Regions from separate parts of the Sus scrofa genome. Here region 1 is linked to region 2. The links are chromatin contacts, called in public HiChIP or PLAC-seq maps. All regions are on one chromosome and are shown on one strand. Each heading gives the region's core, a stretch centred on a gene start, on an enhancer-like site or on the middle of the called end of the contact. The rest is flanking DNA. Distances are from core to core; before and after follow the strand shown.

Region 1 (6,566 bases), core at 2,749-5,248, 70 kb after region 2:
AGCCTCCGGCCTACGCCAGAGCCACAGCAACGCGGGATCCGAGCTGCGTCTGCAACCTACACCACAGCTCACAGCAACGCTGGATCGTTAACCCACTGAGCAAGGGCAGGGACCGAACCCGCAACCTCATGGTTCCTAGTCGGTTTCGTTAACCACTGCGCCACGACGGGAACTCCTAATGGAGGAGCTTTCCTGTATTGGAGGCATTCCTTCCCAGTCCTCTCCAGCCTCTTCCTGACCTTCTCCTTCCCAAACCTACCTCATGGCCCTTCCCTCAGCACCTCCTAGCAGGGCTGTCCAGATCCGTCCTTGGCTGGGAACTTAGCTTCTCACTTTATCCCTAATTAGACTCTGAGTTCTTTAAGAACTGGACTTGTATCATCCTCCTCAGGTACTCCCCAGAGGCTAGATCAGTTAACAGAGCAAATTAGGACTCATCATTCCACAGCCCTTCATGCCTTCAATACTTCCTGTATGTCAGGCACTGCACCAGTGGACCCCTACTCTCCAGAAATACATATTGTTATTAGTAGAGAAAAACATGTAAGTAAAAAGCTTCAACCTAATATGATAAATGAGATTACAGCTCATGAATAGTCTATGGAAGCAGCAGGGGAAACAAAGGATTCTACCTATAAGCAGAATTTTTTTTTTTTTTTTTTTTTTAGTGCTGCACCTGCAGCATATGGAAGTTCCCAAGCTAGGGGTTGACTCAGAGCTGCAGCTATGGCTTATGCCACAGCCACAGCCAAACGGGATCTGAGCCATGTCTATAACCTATACTATAGCTCAGGGCCACGCCAGATCCTTAACCCACTGAGCAAGGCCAGAGATCAAATCCGTATCCTCATGGATACTAGTTGGGTTTGTAACATGCTGAGTCACAAGAGGAACTCCCAGGAGCAGAATCTTAAAGAACGAACAGGTGGAAAGAGAGAAAAGGCAGTTCAACAGAAAGAACCACATGAAAAAGGCCACTCACTTGCAGTAAAGTAGAAGGACAGAGAATTTTAAAAGATCACAAAGGTGTGTTTACTCTCCCTTTAGGTATAGATCAACTGAGGAGGAAAATAGTCTCCAAGCGAAGTAAAGTGCAGACAATACTCTGACTCCCAAACTCAAGAAAAGGAAATCCTTTAAATGAGACAGCACTAACATTCTGCCTTTGCCACAGCCTCCTTTTTTTTTTTTTTTCTTTTTTCTTTTTCTTCCAGCTTTTTGTCTTTTGGGGCCGCACCAGCAGCATATGGAGGTTCCCAGGCTAGGGGTCTAATCGGAGCTGTAGCCGCCAGCCTACACCGCAGCCACAGCAACGAGGAATCCAAGCCATGTCTGTGACCTACACCACAGGTCATGGCAACACCAGATCCTTAACCCACTGAGTGAGGCCAGGGATCAAACCCGAATCCTCATGGATGCTAGTAGGGTTTGTTAACCACTGAGCCATGACAGGAACATTTTTTTGGGGGGCCACAGCCTCCTTTTATCTTTTCCCTTCTCTTCTTCCCTATCTCTCTAGTCTCCTTAGGGAAGACAGTACAAAATCAGAAAAAATGAGAGAAAGCTACACATATACACCAAGAAAATAAAGTCAGAGAGCTTAAAAAGAGAGCTTAGTAAATCTGTCTTTGACTCAGCACTAAATGTCGTTCCCACTCATTATCTCTTTTGTATTACATATCCTGCAATATGATTTGGGAGAGGGGCAGGGCTTATTTGAAGTGGCAGTTAAGCAAATTAAAAGACACACACATACACACACCCTCCACGTTCAGATTTGAAAGCACTGGCCAATCGCAGGAAATCCATTGGTTCCTTTAAGGGGGTGTAAAGGAACAAGTGTTGGTTGCTAAGCATGGAAAATAAACCAGTAAGTGAGTGACATCATCTCAGAGTTATGAATTGAGCACTGTGAGAGATGGGCAGGACTTTACACACACACACACACACACACACACACACACACGCGCGCACAGAGTCTTAAAAAAAAAAAATCAGTTTTCCTGCCCTTTTCAGGTCTGGAACCAGCTTTCCTTCAACAGATAGGTGGACGTGGCCTTTGCTTTTTGTACCCTAACGGAGAGGACGGGAAAGGGGTAGAAGAAGAGCTCAATTTTGCTTTTCTTTCAGGTCAGATGATAACCTTTCTGCAGTCCCATTTTTCCGACCCCAATCTCTCTTTCTAAAGCAGTGCTTTTGAAAGCGTGGTACACAGACACACAGTTACCTGGGGTGATCGGAAAAGCGCAGCGGGGCTTGCTATAAATGCACATTATAGGTCCCAGTAGAGACCAACTGTTGCTAAAGCTCTGGGATAAGATTCAGGAATCTGCGTTTTAAATTAACTCCACAGGTAATTCTGACACCATAAAGCTTTGAGAGGCATTGTCTCAAAGAGGCATCAAAAAGTCAAGGAAGGCCCCTAGGTCTTGTTGGGCGACCCGTTCCTCGGTAGCACTTGGCAAGTTATGGAGCCCCAGAATCTGGGGATAAGGGGAAAAGCTCTTTGTAAGCTCTGAAGTGCGGCACAGAAGTGGGAGCATTTCGTAAACAGCTCACAGCTTTACCCCCGCCCGCACGAGTCCGCACTGAGCGCTCCCACCCCACCCAGCACAGTCCGGTCTTTCCTGGCCTGACGGCCCCCCTGCCCCGCCCCCGCCCCACCCTCTCCCAGGACCACCGAGTCCCCGAGGAGCAGCACCACTGCTGGGCCCTTCTCGGCCCCTTCTGGCACTCACAGACCGCCCGGCCCGGGCCCGCTCCTCTCCCCTCCATGTTCCTTCTTCCAGGTTTGAATCTCCCGCCGCCGGGCCACCGCCCCTCACCGTAGCCACAGGCGAACAGGACACTTCCGGTCTGCGCCGCCGGGGCTCCTGGGATTTGTAGTTCCAGGCTGCGGAGGTGTGCTGCCAGGTGAGGGAAAGGGTGCCGCCCGAGGCTGGGAGGGTCTCTCCCCATCCTGCCGTACTTTGGTTGCTGTTTCTCTTCGCTGCTAAACTGTCTTACTTCAATTAGCCCCTGCCCCTGCCTCTATCGTTTCCTCCTAATATTCCCATTAACCCCTCTCGGCTTCCTGTAGTATTCTTTGGTGCAGGTAACCTGAGGACCTACTTATTGCTATGCACTGAACTGGGTGTTGCCAATGGAGAGATAAATAAGCACAATCAATGCCTTAAAGAAGCTTGTGGTTCTGTAATGAGCGATAAACATATAGTCAAATAATTTAGAGGTCAGTGATACACAGAGGGAAATTATTGCCGTGATTAAGAGCAGTGAAAGACAGGAAGACTTCCTAGTGGAGGTGACAGCTGATCTGGGTTGAAAAGTTAACAAGAATTCATCCGATTGAAGGAGGGAGGGATCTTAGTCAGTGGAAACAGCATGGGCAAGAGCAAGGAGGAAACTGGGGCTTAGAAACGTCAAACAGCTAAAAATCGGTAGAGCTACAATTCAAACTCTCAGATAATCCAGTTCCAAGCTTGAGTTCTTAATCATAATATGCTGTACTTCCAAGGCCCCGGTCATGTGACTGCGGAGGAAAGGGTACAATGGAGAGAGGTTTCAGAGGTAGAATCAGTAGGACTGGGAGCTGGAGGACAGGGGGTTCATGGATATTTCTCAGGTCTCTAGCATAGAGACTGGATTAGTGGCTTATCAAGTAACAGTGGATACACAGGATGGGTAGATTTGAGGAAATAGGAATTTCACTTGGCAAGCTAAATCTAGAGATATACATTTAGAAACTATTGGCTCATTAGCGGTGTTAAAAATCAAGGAAAGAGTTATTGGTGGCTCAGTGGTAACAAACCTGACTAGTATCCATGAGGACTCGGGTTCGATCCCTGGCCTCGCTCAATGGGTGGGTTAAGGATCCGGCATTGCTGTGAGCTGTGGTGTAGCTTGCAGATGTGGCTCGGATCTGGCATTGCTGTGGCTGTGACGTAGGCCGGCAGCTGTAGCTCTGCTTGGACCCCTAGCCTGGGAACCTCCATATGCTGCGGGTGCAGCCCTAAAAACAAACAAACAAAAAAGGCACAGTGGGTTTTGGAAGCCAAGTGTGGAAAGAGTGGCAAAGATATGTAAGATACCAGCAGGGAATCAAACAAGGAAAGTGATTCAGAAATGATCACTAGATCATTGTGGCCATTAGAACCTCAGTGAAAGCAGATTCAGTCCCTGCCCCCTCTGCAAATGATCCTCACCCCTTAGGGGAGGCTGCTCAGTGAACAGCAGACTGAGCTGCATATTTGGCTCTGGCTATGCTGTGGTAGCATCCCAAAGGCCCAGCCCTTGGGCAAGAGCAGCAGGCAGCTAGGAGAACCTGCCTCGGGCATGGGCGCTGACTGTGGTGTGTGCACCATGTCTGCCAACAGCAGGCCCTTAGCAGAGGCTGCCCGGCAAATGCTGTGAGCCCAACTACTTCCTTATAATTTTATTTCTGGCCCTGGCCTCTCTACTTAAAAGAGCCCTTTCTCCTAGATAAATGAGGACATTTTTTTTTCTGATGCAGGCCACCCTTGGTGAGGTAGGGCAGTGGGTGCCTGTTCTCTTGGTGCCTGCTGTCCTCTCATTAAGCCGAACCTGGAGGCTGCAGATCAGTGGAGCTGGGAAAAGGAGTCCGGGGGCAGAGAGGCTCTTCTGATCTCCAGGCCTTTCCTGACCATCAACCTTTCACCCTGTTCCCACATGTGAAACTACCACCCAGAAGCACAATGTGTGTGTGTGGGGGGGGGGCGCAGGTTTCACTTCTGGAACACCCCAAGCCTCATTAAAGCTTGCAGTCATAGTTAATGGAAGGGACCTTAGGCTAGTTAGCCCAGAATCAGAAAACCTGGGCTCTAATCCCAGCTACGTGACTGTTTTTTGACCTCAGGCAAGTCACGTCTGCTCTCAGAGGTCCCTTCCTCTGTGAAATAAGAGAAAGGGATAGATGGTCTTTGAAGCTATAACTAGTAACAAGCCCTTGCTGCTTTGATTCTTGCTTGAAGTGAAGGACTTGAGGCCTGTGTCTGCACGGGTGGAGAGAGGGGAGGCGAGAAGGGCAATGGAATCCAGGTATCTGTGCCGGAGTAACAGCAGAGTTCAGCACTAAGATAGGCCATTTGAGCTGTCAATCAAAGAATTTCCTAGACATGGAGGGCGGTACCTGGTTGTCTGGTAACCCCAGCGGCTCTGAGCTAAGAGTTAAGGTAGGTAACTCTAGCCAGAGGGACCATTCCAGAAAGCCATCTACAGAGAGGATCTTAGGAGGTAAGGCGTCCTGTGGCTGGGGCCCCAAGATCTGGTGGGGGTAGTCAGGATTGCCCCAAGAACCAGGGCCTTGAAGAGGCAGCATTCCTGCATTCCTGCCTGGGTGTTTTTAGGAGCAGGGAGAGGGGAGAGTTTCTTTTTCTTTTTTTGCTTTTTAGGGCCAAACCCGAGGCATATGGAAGTTCCCAGGCTAGGGGTCCAATCAGAGCTACAGCTGCCGGTCACAGCCACAGCCACAGCAACTTGGGATCTGAGCCGTATCTGTGACCTACATCAGAGCTCACAGCAACGCCAGATCTTTAACCCACTGAGTGAGGCCACGGATCGAACCTACATCCTCATGGATACTAGTCAGATTTCTGCTACGCCACAATGGGAACTCCCAAGGGAGAGTTTCTTGAAAAAAAGAATGTATCACCCCTGCCTGCTTCTCCTTAAAAAAAATGTTGGGGAAGAGAAAAATGAGAGGGGCTGAGAGCCCAGTTCCTGGGTCTTTTCCACTCCTTTTCCTGTCTCTTGGGAGAAGGGTTCATGAAAAAGGCTTCTGCCTCTGTAAGGGAGAGATAGCAATGGGGAACCACATGCTGCTGAGGGAGAAATGTGTTTGGGTTTAAGAGGGCTCTGGAGACCAGAGCAGGAAGTCAGGGGACCAGAAAGAGCCAGCAGACAGAGAGCCAAGGCAGTAGGGGAGAAGGCTGCTCCCCTTGGGATAGGGAGTAGGCAGTCAATGGAGAAACAGAAGCCTTGCTCCTGGAAGTTGGCTCTTTGCCAATCCAATGGCCTATTTAGCTTGGTGCCCGGGGTGCCTTGTCTGGCTCCTGGCACAGCAGGGCTTGCTGAGTATTTGTCGAACTGACTTGAACCATACCTTGAGATTAGACAGCAGGAGAACCTAGGTTGTGAGTGGATGCGTGTGTGTGGAGACACAGGCTGAAGGAGAGGCTTTGTATGGGCTCTGTTCATTCATCCATTCATTCAGTCAGTCAAGAAACTTTTTTTTTTTTTTTGCTTTTTTCAGGCCATACCCAAGGCATATGGAGGTTCCCAGGCTAGGGGTCGAATCGGAGCCACAGCTGCCAGCCTCCACCACCGCCACAGCAACACCAGATCCAAGCCACATCTGCGACCTACACCACAGCTCACGGCAACACTGGATCCTTAACCCACTGAGCGAGGCCAGGGATCGAACCTGCGTCCTCATGTATCCTAGTCAGATTTGTATCAGCTGCACCACAACGGGAACTCCAAGAAACATTGGAGTGGTCAAATCTATACAGCCTACTGTTTACCATTTTAAACCATTTCTAAGCACACAG
Region 2 (6,980 bases), core at 693-3,192:
CCCCATCTCCTGCCTAACACACTGGGAAACCACAGGAAGGAAATTCATTCCCAGGCAGGCCGTGGGAGCTGGGACAGCCAGGCTAAGTCCTGGGGCGGGTGTGACCCGGCGGCCACAGGCGGGTGGACATCTGTGAACACTGACATGTGCCTTTTCAATTCTCTCCTTGACTACGAAGACTTCCCTGTTGGGGATTTTGGGGAGAGTGGGAGGTGGACAGCTCCCTAATTTCAAAACACCCTATCTCCTGCTGGCCTGGGCTCCCCTGCTATCTGGAGGCCAGAGCAGCCCAAGGTCACCGCCCCAGACGGTAAACTTCCCAGAGTCCAGAATGGCCCCTGAATTGCCTAGGAGACCCACTGCGGGGATGGGGGAAGGGGCAAGGGAGGGCCACCCCCCAAAACCAAAGAAACCAGGCCTAGGAGGAGACCTCAAAGGGGCCTAGGCACTGAGAAGAGGGACAGAGGCTCCACCTAATGTACCCTCCCCCAACCCATCAACAATGGGCTGCTTAAGAGGAGGCAGGGAGAACCTCCTACTCAAAGGACAAACCTGGGATAACCTAGTCAGTGGCTCCAAGGGGGCCCACACTCAGGAGCCCTCCTTTCATTGGGGAGAGACCTCAGGAGGCCACTGAGAGATCAGCTAGAATCACTAGGGGAAGGGAGACCCCGTAAGAACAAACCTGACAGAAAAGGGGTTGGCAGGAGGGTAAGAGACTACATGCATCTTAGTCTCCTCGGCCCACCCTCCGAAAAGCCCCTCACTCCCTGGACCCCCACTCCCAACCCAGTTCGGACTGGAGAACTCTTGCCCAGATGTTTAACAGCTGCAAACTTCTGGCCGGGGGTTCTCCAGCTGGGGCCACAGACAAACCAGAGCAGGGGTCTCGGAGGCAGGCTAGGAGGTCCCAAGAAAGGGTCCTGCGTGCCCACCTCCGTGCTAACTCTGAGTGCCAACTCCACAGGCACAGGGCAAACCCGGGCCCGGGACACACACACACTCACACACCCCAACCCACCACCCCGGTGTCATCTGAACAACATCCCCCCTCCCTCCCCCGCTTCCCAAACAGCTGCGGCTCCCCCCGCCCCCACCCTCCCGCCGCCCTCTCAGGCCCCCTTCTGCACCATTTCGGGCCAAGGAGGAGGGAACAGGCGGCTCGAGGAGGGAGAGGGAGGGAGGGCCGGCTGTTAAAATGTCAGTCGCTCCCGGCTGTCACCGGAGACCCCCTCTGAGGATGGCGCCCCTTCCCAGACCGCTCGGAGGCCGCCTTAACCCCCGGACACCAACAGACCGGCGCGCCCCCAAGCCACCCGTCCCCACCCCGACCCCAACACCCAAGGGAATTACAGCCCACTCCACTTGTCCCCCACAGCCGACTCCCTCACCCAAACAGTCCCCCATGTAATCTTCCACCAACGCCACAAGAAAACACAGCCCGCTCCGCGAGTTCCTCCCAAACCCAAGAGGCCACCCCATCCCACCTCTCAGGGGGACGGTCTAGACCACCCTCCACCCCAACCCCAGGATGGGGTGGGGGAGGGGGCCTCTTAAAGCGGCAGGAGCATTATTTTTCTCTACTCACCGGCCCCGCTGGGGGAAGGGGGATGTCACGGCTGGGAGGGGGTAGCCCTCGCCCCTAGTCCTGGGGCTCTTCAGCACCTGGAAGCCGCAGCTCCGGGCGGGGGGAATAATAAATGAGGCCGGCGTCCGCGCGGGCCCTGGGCTGCGCCGGGGGGCCTGGGCCCCCGTCGTGGGCGCGAGGGCGGGCAGGCGGGCGGCCGGCAGGCGAGGGACTGGGGCCGAGCGCCCGAGCCGCCTCGGCTGTTGTTGATATTTTGCTTCCTTCCTCCTTTCGAGCTCCAAAGGTAACTCCTCCAGCCCCCGGGAGTCGAGGCCGACGTAGGCACAGCTCAGCCTAGCTTGAGGGGTGGGGGGAACGGGGGTGATGGACAGGCGGGGGGGCCAATGGGAGGAACCCGTGGGGGCGGAGGGGCGGGGCCGGAGCAGGGGCGGTCCCGGGGACGCGGCCCCGCCCCTCGCTTCCCTCGGGCCGGCCGGGCCGGGCCGGGTCGGCCCCCACCCCAGCGCCCTCCCAAGCTAGGCTGCGGCGCTGGGAGAGGCAGATCCCTCCGCCAGCCAGGAGGGAGGGAGGGAGGAAGCGAGGAAGCGACCGAGCGAGGCAAAGTAGGGAGGCGAGACCCAGAGGCCTCTAAGGGGATCGGCCCGCGCCCGTGGTGCCCCTTTCGAGCTGTCCGGACGGCCGCCTAGTACTGCTGCCACCATGCGCTCGAAGAGGTCCTTTCCGGGGAGGTTCCGCCGACTGGGCACATACTTCCCGCCCCCGCCCCCAAACACACTCACACACACTCGCGCACACACACTTACACACACGCTACCTCGACAGCTCCCCCCCAACCCCCAAGCCCCTAGAGAGTTGGGAGGTGGGAATCTAAGTAGATAAATTAAGGGTAGACACTAAGTGTTGAAAAGATTTTATCTCCTTCACTTAGTGTGAGCCGAAGCCTCACTTAAAGGGACCCGTTCTTTTCTGGGGGGTTACCTGGAGAGCTCGTTTGCTCCCTCTACCTGTGAGAGGCCCCCTCCCCTCCCAGGGCCCGGCTGGGCAGACGCCCAGCAATTTAAAGCGACAGCTCATAGTTCGTGGGTGACCTAATCCCCAGTGCCTGAGGCTCCAGAGCACTTACAGCCGAGGGGGGCAATTTAAAGGGGCGTGACCCTAATTTCCCCCAGCACAGGAAACGCCCAAAAGCATCTCATTAAAGAAACAGTAGTAGATGTTTAAAAAAATTTGTAATTCCTGGTTGCTCCAGGGTGTGGCGAATCTTCTGCCCTACCACAGGAGTGTGGGTGCCATGCCTACTGGACAAGCGACCTGTCAGACTTCCTCTCCAGCATCCCTGTTGCCCCAATGTCTGCTTTCTACCTGAAGCTTGAGGAAATGATGGAATTTGGCTTGGATCTTAAAGACCCTCGCAGAACAGAAGGGCACTCAGTTCACACACCTCGATTTCTACCTGGCTGGGTCTGATTTACTGGATCAAGGCTTAATGATCCAGGTTGAGTGCTGAAGAGGCTAATATATAAAGAGGTAGCATGTTTTGGAGTAGTCAAGCTACTTTAGTTCACATCCTTATTCCGCCATTTTTTAACCGGGAACACAGGCCCATTACTTAATTTCCCTGTACCTCATGATCCTCATAGGTAAAATAGCAGCGATGATAATAGTACCTAACTCATAAACTGGTGTGAAGATTAAATTGCTACGTACAAGTAGATCACTTTGAACAGTACCTCATGCTGCATTATAATAATTCAAGGGCTGGACTGTCAAGACCCCTTTAGGCCCATTATCCCATAAAAGCCTCAAAGGAGACAAGTTCAGTGGAATTGCTTTGCAAATAGGTTTGGAAGTTTATCTCATTAAGTCCTAAGACAGGAATCCAGCAGGCTCCTATTTTCTTGGTCTTGGTTTCCAACCCTTCTACATGGCTCCTCCTTCAGGAAACCTGATTTAAATAAGTGTCTGACTTTGTCCCCAAACATAGATTCTCGGTTCCCCATTAGATCTGGGAGATGGGGCCCAGCACCAGAAGATGTCAGTCTTTCCTACCAGGCAGGGCCCACTTGCCCAAAGGATCTCAGGGTAGGCAAGAGGAGCCCATATGTCCTGTCCCCAAGGACTATAAGAAGAATAGAGCCTTGTGCCAGGCCTGGGGCTGTGGCAATAGCAGGATGGGAAAGGGCCCCCCCCTCCCTTAAGTGGGGAACCTCCCCTCACTTGTGGCCTCTATTTTTAGTGCTTCCCCAGGCTCTAGCTGGAGAAACCGTTTAGTCATCAGGGTGTTTATTTTCCGGCTGTTTCCGACGTCGGGAAAGCAGAATGTTGAGACTGGAGAGATCCAGGGCTGCTGGAAAAGGCTTCTTAGGAATAGGCCTGGGAACTCAGCCTTCAGATCACTGGGTCCCAGATCATAGGAAAAAACCAAAGTGGGCAGGGGGCAGCTAAGCCCCCAGGAGACCAGGAGAGCTCAGTTCTCAGGCTGCCTCCAGTTTTGAGGCTTTCCAAGCCAGAGACCCTTCTGGCCCCAGCTATACTTGAAGGATTCTCTGCAAAAACATTAGCAGCCCCAGAACAAAATCTTTCCCAAGGTTCGTTCCCAGAAACCCCTTCCCCAACTCCTATAGATCTGCACTGTGAGCCTCCCGCCAACCACAGCTCCAGCCAATCTCAATCCTGAGGCAGGCTTGCCAGGGCTGTGATTGGCCAGCTGGTCCTCCCTACCTTGGAATGTTGGGTCCTTAACAAAGGAATGAGGAAGGAAGGTGAGTCACCTGGGAGGGTGTTAAAGGGCCAAGAAAAGAAGGATGGAGAAAGAAGACCTCAGTGGAGAGATGGAGCGGTGATGGTGGGGGTCCCTGAGATGTTGACATGATAATCTACTAGAAAACAGAGTAGGAGAGGCTGACATTAAAGTGGAATAGAATTTACACATATATGTATTTATAGAGAGAACTTCACGGAAAAAGAAGTTACAGATACGAGGTCTTGATTTCCATGGAGGACTAAGAAAGGATCTGCGGAATATTGCTGGAAGTTAGATTATAATAAAGACTTCCCCAAAATGACTCACTACATCTTGTTTTTCTAGCCCCTGGACTACCCATTCCAGGATGCGCCAGGTAGAAAATACCTAGACAGGCTCAGATGCCTGGGTCTCACTTCTCCTTCTCTCCCTCTGCCTACCAACTCATCTTTCTTAGAGAAAAGTCATCTAAGTTTGCTATAAAATCCCCTAGGAGTCAGACAGATGCCCACCAAAGTCCTAAAAAGTATATGTAAACTCCTCTGTACAGTATCATCTTCATAAATTTATGTGGCAAAGGGACATTAATTCACACCTCCTCAAGCAACTTAATTTGGAAATGTCTGGAGTTTTCATTGTGGCTCAGCAGTAATGAACCCGACTAGCATCCATGAGGATGGAGGTTCGATCCCTGGCCTCGCTCAGTGGGTTAAGGATCCACCGTTGCTGGCAGCTGTGTTGGGTGCAGATGAGGGTAGGATCTGGCGTTTCTCTGACTGTGGTGTAGGCTGGTAGCCACAGCTCGATTCAGCCCCTAGTCTGGGAACTTCCATATGCCTCAGGCGTGGCCCTAAAAAGTAAAAAAGAAAAAGAAAGGTCTTCAGGGTTGCTTTGCTCCTGTTGTTCCACAATTATCACTATTTCAGGCTCAGTTCGGCTGTTTGGTTAACCGCTCTTGCCTTTCCCACAGTCATTTGGACAATGTACACACTGCATTGTACTGCCATTTTTGGTTTCCAATTTACTCTCCTTCACCAGATTTTTGAGCTCCCTGAGGGCAGCAGTTTAGCTCAACTTTGAGTCTTCAGGCTTGGCATGAAATGCACTCAATAAACGTCTGTTACGTGAATCTGTATGTGTGTGTAGCTGTGTATCTGAATAAAGACCATAAAAACTTATATTGAGCACCTTTATTTAATAGTCTGTTGATAACTGTGTTTGTGTGGGGACGGGGCTTTGATCGGAGACCCCAACAAATCTCATTCTGGGCAGGGGCAGGATGTGGGGCGGAGTCACACAGAGAGGCTATGCTGGTAGAGCTGAGCCCCAAGCTCAATGCCAGGGTGCCTGGGGCCAGGCCCAGGGCAAAGGGCAGACGCCCCACCCTGGAACTGAAGCGGGTAGGGAAGGGGTGCCAAAGCCGGGTCTTGGGTCAGTGCCCCCCCACCCCAACACGAGCTCCCTGCCCCCGGCTGGGCAGGATGTGGTGGCAGCTGCAGGAGGGTGGGCAGGATGTGGGGGTGGGGGCAGCTGAAACGAAGCCTGACAGTCATCTCCCCAGCTCCTCCCTTCTTCCTTCTCCACCCCCCACCGCCCCCTCCAGGTCACGTGGTTCCAGCCCAGGCTACGACGGACTATTTCCCCCTTTCCGCGGAAGGACATAATTGTCATCGCAAACTTAAGACACCACCGACTTCAACCGTACCACGCCTTTTTCTTGCCCCATAGCGCAAGAAGGAAAGTTTGCCAAATACACGTTTCTTTAAAGCCTTGATCACTAACCCTGGAGTGGCCCCTTTAAATGCAAATGAACCGCCCTCTCGCTCTCGCCCCCCCACCCCCATCCCAACTTCGCTCCTCGTGCCCAGACTCCGCCAGCTGCCATTGACGTCACGCGTGCGTCAGCGTCGCCAGCCCAACCAGACGGCACGTGGGGGGAAGAAGGTGGCCTTAAAGGGCCAGACGCTCTCGGCCACAGTTACACACAGTTAGTTACAGCTGTGAGATTTGGCCTTGAAAAAAGGAATGAGGTGGGAGGTGGGGAAATGTATTGAAACAGAAGCGAATGCAGGATAGACGTTAGGAAGGACTTCCCAGAGTAGGATGACCAGGCCTTTTCTCTAGATTCTCCAGAAGTTTGTGTATTTACCCCTGGGAGAGATCCGCAGGAGGAACAGAACAACTCTGAGGGTAAAGGAGACTTGGCATATATTACTCTCCTAGTTATAATTTCAGCCTTTCCTCTATCCCTGCCCAGCATGTCCACATTGGAAGGACTTCCTTCACTTCGGGGTTCTCAGCACCAAGAACAAAGGACATAGTAGTAGATTCTCAATTTAAGTATTTATAGAATGAATGGAGTGCAGTACAAAGCCACCTCTTTTAGGAGGCTTTCCCTGATTGCCCCACCCAGCCATGTGTAGCACATGCCAGAGCTAAAGACTAGCTCACTCTCTTGAACACCCACAGTGTTTAATGAGCTTGCATCTTTCTTCCATGCGTTAGTGACCACAAGGGCAGTGGCTAAGAGCACAGAACTTGGAATCATGAAAACACAGATTCCAATTCCGTTTATATAGTTTGCAAACTGAGTGACTTTGGACAAGTCTCTTCATCTTAGTTCTAATAACTGTCAAATGAGGCCAATGC

What was found. HiChIP or PLAC-seq counts read pairs in DNA pulled down with a chosen protein or histone mark.
Region 1: a contact with region 2 is called in an H3K27ac HiChIP or PLAC-seq map of skeletal muscle. The contact joins the promoter of TTC24 here to the promoter of MEF2D in region 2. A contact is called at or near these places in 6 of 47 Hi-C or Micro-C datasets (alveolar macrophages, embryonic fibroblasts, fetal liver and 3 more) and 2 of 2 datasets of contacts at active chromatin or transcription factors (alveolar macrophages and skeletal muscle).

What each region holds. Positions count from the first base shown.
Region 1 is chr4:93,509,471-93,516,036 of Sscrofa11.1, reverse strand. TTC24 (tetratricopeptide repeat protein 24) reads left to right here and starts at 3,998. Exons shown (of 10, transcript XM_013996959.2): 1 at 3,998-5,250. The region is part of intron 1 of IQGAP3 (ras GTPase-activating-like protein IQGAP3); the gene reads right to left.
Region 2 is chr4:93,576,525-93,583,504 of Sscrofa11.1, reverse strand. It overlaps MEF2D (myocyte-specific enhancer factor 2D), which reads right to left and starts at 1,942. Exons shown (of 12, transcript XM_021089672.1): 1 at 1,589-1,942.